2 separate regions of the Ovis aries genome follow, and region 2 is linked to region 1. The links are chromatin contacts, called in public Hi-C maps. All regions are on one chromosome and are shown on one strand. Each heading gives the region's core, a stretch centred on a gene start, on an enhancer-like site or on the middle of the called end of the contact. The rest is flanking DNA. Distances are from core to core; before and after follow the strand shown.

Evidence for each region. A called contact is a pair of places that touch in the nucleus more often than the background predicts.
Region 2: a contact with region 1 is called in a Hi-C map of liver, with 2.5 times the contacts expected there. The contact joins the enhancer-like site here to the promoter of ACSL1 in region 1. A contact is called at or near these places in 3 of 16 Hi-C or Micro-C datasets (liver, mixed tissues and muscle).

The regions. Positions count from the first base shown.
Region 1 is chr26:14,435,575-14,438,602 of ARS-UI_Ramb_v3.0, forward strand. It overlaps ACSL1 (acyl-CoA synthetase long chain family member 1), which reads right to left and starts at 1,724. Exons shown (of 21, transcript XM_060406942.1): 1 at 1,513-1,724.
Region 2 is chr26:14,524,291-14,527,594 of ARS-UI_Ramb_v3.0, forward strand. No RefSeq gene overlaps it. Among named protein-coding and RNA genes, the nearest start is that of HELT, 42 kb to the right of the region's middle. Within about 2 kb of position 1,316, at least 5 of the 54 cell types and tissues checked have an H3K27ac peak or open chromatin away from gene starts, as enhancers often do. A contact at or near this core is called in liver and muscle, where this site is marked.

The DNA.
Region 1 (3,028 bases), core at 474-2,973:
CCTGAGAAGGGATTCTCCCAGTTGAATCAGAACAAGAATGAACATTTCCCAGGACTTGGCTCCACACTGATGGGAAGGGAATGTCACTTTAAAGGTCCCACCTTCTCAAGCCCATCCAACCAGACAATCAACTCAAATCTTAAGTTTTAAGCCAATTCAACCTGTCACCTCAGTCTGAAAAAGCTGAATCAAGCCAGAGGTACCCACTAGCTTTTAGTTTGTGTTAAGCAATTAATTGTTTAGGAGATAATAATCACAGCTGAAATTTGTCAGAAACTATGAAATTAACCAGTTTCTCTCATGCTAAGCAAAGGTAAAAAATAAACGGATATTAAGTTGGGGCACTTTACATACACCTGCACCAACAAGAAGCTTAAATGTTAGAACTTTCAAAGGCAAGGGCACTATTATAACGGTATTAATTAAGCTCCATAACCTTGAAAGTGGGTAGGGTGGGGAAGGGGTTTGCAAATTCTAGCCTAACACACCGATTAAGAGGAGCATCTGTCTCTGTGTTCTCATCCACGTGTTCATTCAAGTCACCTACCACCACGCTGTCTAGGCGGCAAGGAGATAGATATCATGATTTTTACTTCCTAATTTCAAAACATGCCAGGCTCTTTAAAACGACTCTATCACGGCCATGTACAGCAGCTGTGGCACTCTGCAGGCACCGCGAGAATTTCCACATGTGGCCACCGGCTTCGGATGCTGCCTTTGACCCTCCCGCGGGCGCGCAGGGACCACTCTTCACGCGGAGGCTCTGATGCTTCCACGCACTATCCGAGCATGCCCCCAACCCGCCTCGGAGGGGCAAGAAGGAGGCCGCGACCCAGAGAGCATCGACACGGCCCCGCGGCGATCATCGCCCCGAATCTGCAGCTCCGGGTCGGGCTTCCCGCTGGGCGGTCCCCGCCGCCACACAAACAAGGACCCGGATCCGCGGCGCGCGTCACCCGCACCCCGCCGTGCACCAGCCCAGCGCCCGCGCCACCGGGGGGAGAGGCGGGCGGGCATCGCCGGCTCTCTTGCACAGGAAGCAGCGGCGGATCGGGCGGCTTGGAGGCCTCCGCGGCGGAGGGAACTCGGGGAGCCGCCGGGCGGAGGCCGGAAAAGAGGAACGTCGCTGCGATCCGAGGGCGGGTTCTCGCGTCTCCGCTGCGGCCGCCACCTCCCGGGCTCCGGCCGGCGGGGCAGCCTTAGACCCGAGCCCCCGCCGAGACCCGGGCGGCGCCGCAGCAGGTACGGATGCGGCTCCCCCCCGCTAGAAGGAGCACTCACCTCCTCCGCAGGCCCGGCCGTCCGCCGCCGGCTGTCACTGCAGCCCACTGCCGGCCCCGGCTGGGTCCGGATGCTATTTAAGGGCGCCGCCGCCGCTTCCGAGAGCTGGCTGCGCTCCAGCCGCTCGCTGCAGCCTAGGAGCCGGGCTGAGGCCAGAGCGCGGGCCCCGCCCCGCCCCGCCCCCGGCCCGCCCCTCCCCGCCTGAGCCCCACTCCCCCGCCGTGTGCCTGCCCTGCGGTCCGGTCGAGCGCGTGCCCGGCGGCTGGTGGAAGCTTGGGGCACCGCGGGGGACGAACGCATCTCCAGGCTGGATTTCACAAGGAGTCCAAGGAAGGGCAAAGAGTAAATTGTGGTGGCTCAGTCCAGAAGTCTGCAGTGCCGGAGGGCGGGCCGGGAGACGCCCTTTCACGTCTTCCACCTTCAACCACAGGCCCTCTGACTCCTCGGGGGCGGAGGCTTTTGCCGGGAGGCTCCCTGGAGGTCCTGAGGGCTTTCCTTTCCTATTGGCTTTGGCAGAGAACTTGCATGATCCTTTTAACCTGGTTTCACCTCCCCATCCACCACCCCCTCCCCCGCCCCCATGCGGTTTCGCCACAGTTCCTGGCCGGGAAAGGCCCTGTTCTGGACTTTGCAGAGCGCTGGACATAAGACCAACAGGACAGATGAGCCTCAGGATAGTTGGATCAGAGCACAGGCTCGACACCACTCAAGGACAGTGTCCCCCTGCCAAGTTCTGAGGGCCCGTTCGCGGCTCAGCCCTGGCCATGCGGTTTTGAGGGCTTCTGTCTCTGTGCATGCGATGTCCATTGGGGCCTTCCAGAGCCCAGCGCAGTTTTTTTTCAGGCTCCTGATCCAAATGGTATTTTTCCTCTTAGCTCCTGAGGCCTGCCAGTAGCCTTAACCTCTAATACCAGGGTTCTAGTTACAGTGGCACTTGTGCCGGATGGTGGATAGAGGACTCTTGTCTAGTACTGCTTTGAATTGGAGGCATGAGAATTAGAATAAACGCCTCTAATAATGACAGATAACCTCTACTGAAATATTTCACACCCATTATCTTATTGAATCTTCCTCACAACCTTCTGAAGTGGATGCAGTCTCCATTCCCTTTTCACAGATGAGGCCCAGAGAGGTTGAATGCTAGGGAAGGCGAAATTATGTGGGAATTTAGGCGGTCTGCTTCCAGAGTGCATTCATAACAGTCAGGGGAGGTGTACAGGTTCTTCTGCTCAGGTGAGCTTGTGCTGGCTGAGGCCTCAAGCACTCAGATCGAGGCCATGATGATGCTCTAAGGACTTCTCCTGGGCCCCTCTCACTGGCTCAGAGCATCTGCTGTGGCAGCAGCGCTCATCTGCATGTGGTACAGCAATGGTGAGGCAGCCCACACTCCAGGAGCCTCTGCAACAGCTCGCTTCTCCTAGGCTCTCTTCTCCAGTTACATCTGCTAGCTCTGGACTCTCCATTTAAAACTAACAATGGGCTCCACTTTCGTTTTTACTCATTTCCACTTGGCTAATCCTGGATTTAGACCTCTGTCCAGGTCTCCTTCTCAACTGTGGTTCCATCATTTCAGTCCCTCTTTCCCACCCACCCCCTCCGACTGCTCCAGCCAGTCCTCCAGGCCCGGTGCCTCTTCAGATGCTTCCCAAGGTCTGTGGTGTACTAGTTTGCCAGGGCAGCCACAACAGGGTGCCACAAACTGGGTGACTTAAACAACAGAAATGTATTATCTTACAGTTCTGGAGAA
Region 2 (3,304 bases), core at 66-2,565, 88 kb after region 1:
TACGTATATACAATGGAATACTCCTCAGCCATAAAGAAGAATGATGCCATTTGCAGCAACATGGATGCAACTGGAGATGATCACACTCAGGGAAGTAAGTCAGAAAGAGAGAGGCAAAACCCGCACGGTATCACTTATATGTGGAAACTAAAACATGGCATGAATGAACCTATCTACAAAACAGAAACAGGCTCATAGACACAGAGAGCCGACTTGTGGTTGCCAAGAGGGGAGGAGAAGGCGAGGGATGGGCTCAGGGTGAAGGGCTGGTACATGGAAGCTATCACATTTAGAATGGATGAACACAGAAGTCCCACTGGATAGCACAGGGAACTGTATCCAGCCTCCTGGGATAAACCATAATGGGAAAAAAATATAAAAAAGAATGTATATATGTGTGTAATTGAGTCATGCAGCTGTACAGCAGAAATTAACACAACATTAGAAATCAACTGCTTAACCCACTGGGTCCCCACGTCCCTTCTCTGCCTCTGCATCTCTATTCCTGCCCTGCGAATAGATTTGTCTGCAGTACTTTTCTAGATTCCACATATATGCCTTAATATATATGGTGTTTGTTTTTCTCTTTCTGAAACCGAAGCCCCACGGGACCACAAACATGAGCCAATCACAGGCACTATGAGCTCACAGCTGGGAACAGCCCTGTTTAGGCCCAAAGTTTTGTTTTGTTTAATTGAAATACAGTTCATTTATAATGTGTGTTAAGTATACAGTAGCTGTCTTTCTCTGTCTGGTTGGTTTCACAAGCAGATTGTGTAGGCTTGGGACTTCCCTGGTGGCACAGTGGCTAAAGACTCAGCCCTCCTCCCAGGGCAGGGGCCCAGGTCTGATCCCTATTCAGGGAAGTAGATGCCACACGCCACATCCGGATGCCACCACTAAGACTGGGAGCAGCAAAATAAGTGAATAAGTAATAAACAGAAGTTAAAAACTAATGAGTAGGCTCCTCTTAGAACAACCACAGTCTAGAGGAAGAGGGGCCTACCTTGTCCTGCAGGCAAGGAGCAGTCATGCCCCAGGGACAGGGCGGGTCTGGGGGCAGGGGGAAAGTCCTTCCAGGTCACTGAGAAGAAAGTGCCAAACTAAGCCCTGGCACTGGCTTGGTCCTGGCAGAAATAGCTAGGTACATGTGAACTGCAGGAGATGAATTTCTAGTGCAAAGAAACTTGGCCTCTAGGTCATGAGGGCCTCACAGCTGGTCATGCCTCAGCTGAGAATTAGCCTTCCCTTCAGGCGCTGGCGTGAGGGCCCCATTCCAGAGTCCAAAGTGGAGAAGCCACCCCGGGCACACCTTGTCAAGGACACCTTCTCCTTAGCTGCCTCAGGACAGGATGGAGCCAGACCCACCCTCCCAGGCTTAAGATGATGAAGGCACAAGTGATCACCCTGATTACCTGACATCATTATGGGATTTGGGGAAATTCCTCTTGTCCCTATGGACACTTTCCAAGTGGAGTGCTCCCACCCATGTCTTTCCCCACTAGCGACGGGGTTCAGCCCAGAAGGTAAACCACTAGAGATTTGTTGTTTGTTTGTTTTGAGGTTGTGGCTGGGGCGGGGGTCTCTTCCAGACTTAGCACCCTCTTTTGGAAGCAATGGTTAAGTGTATGAGCATAAGCTTAAGAAAAAATAAAACTATATTAGTCTTAGAAATCCAACTGTAATCATCACTGTTGCCTATGTGGCAATCTAGTGCGTAAGAGGCATACCAGTCTTCCAGAAGGGCACTGTGGCTGGTAAGAGAACAAGGCCAGCGGGTCACCCAGGATCTGGAAGGCTGTCTAGATGCTCCAGCATCTTTTCCAGCTTGCATGTGGAATATGAACTGAGTCTTCTGGACCCCTGGGATGACTAGGCAACTGAGGGGCAGGGAGGACCAACTGCTGTCAGCAAGGCCTCCTTTAACTAGAAAAATAAAAGGGGAGCCTGTGATTACATTCCTTGTAGGTCATAAACACCCCAAGTAGCTTATTTTTTTTTACGAAAACATCTACAATGAACATGTTTTGTAAATAGGAAGAAAAAACATAATATAAAATTGGTCTTGAAAAGAATAAAGATAGTTGTTACTACTGGGGAAAAAAAAGAAAAGTCAAATTTGTAATTATTTCAAGGTATATGTTTCATAATAGCAAAAACAAAAACAAAACAAAACAAAAAACCCTGTAAACAATCCAAATGCCTAACCTTTGGGGTACTGTTATACATTCATCTGAAAGAATATAGAGCCATTAAAACAATAAATATACGATAGTGTCAACACAGGGAAAATGCGCAGGAATAAAAAGAACAAAGACACACACATTCATTGATTGCTGCCATGGAAAGTCATGTTTAGACAGCGATAAGAATGAAAAATAACAGAGGTTGATCCTTTCAAGCAAAAGGATCCTTTGTGGTCAGGGGAGATATGAGGTGTAAGTCTCCATAGAAAGCTTTTTTATTGTTTTGTTTTTAATAGCAAATCGAGTTGATACAGCCTCTGTTAGGGACAATGAAACCACATTTTCCCCGGGATTCAAGCCTTCAGGGCTGCCTCAGGCAAAAGAGGAACACAGAAGTAAATTTATGCTCCAGCCCTCGTTTCACCCTACCTAGGGCTCCTCTCTTTCTATCTCTGTCTCTATCTCTCTATCTCTCTCTCTATATCTCTCTGTCTCTTTCCAAAGACCAAGTTCATTAAGTCCATTCACTCAGGTCTTGCCCTTTGCTCCTTGATTGGCAGCCAGTGTGGATGACTTAACCTCTGCTCACATATAATCAGCTGGGATACACCAGAATATTATCCTTCTTAGAAAATATTTTTCTTTCTGTATGAAATTATTTTTGACTCTCCCTCTCTTTCAATTTAAAAAGTAACAGGCACCTATTTTAACAAATATATAATGTACAGATTATATTGGGCAACACTGTGTTGTATTTGGGGGCCTGTCACATTCACAGCCATTCCTAGGAGTTCTTTACCCATGGCTGGCCATGCCGTGTGCCCTGTGGCTCTGACCCCTGACCCCCAAGACCAGCTACAGCTGGCTGGACCAGGGCAAATACCTGACTCAAGCGCAGCCAAACCCTGGGCTGGCCAGGGTCTATGGGGTGGACTCCTCCAAAAATCTTACCCTAGTTTCACTGTGACTCACTGAGCCCATCAAGTCCCCTCCTGGAGAGTAAATGTGAGGCATAGAGGAGTGGTTAAGTGGGTAGGTAGGTAGAGCGTTAGTCTAAGGACATGCAGAGAGAAGGAAGGAAGCAAGGGGTGGAAGAAGTAGGACTTGTCCACAAGCAA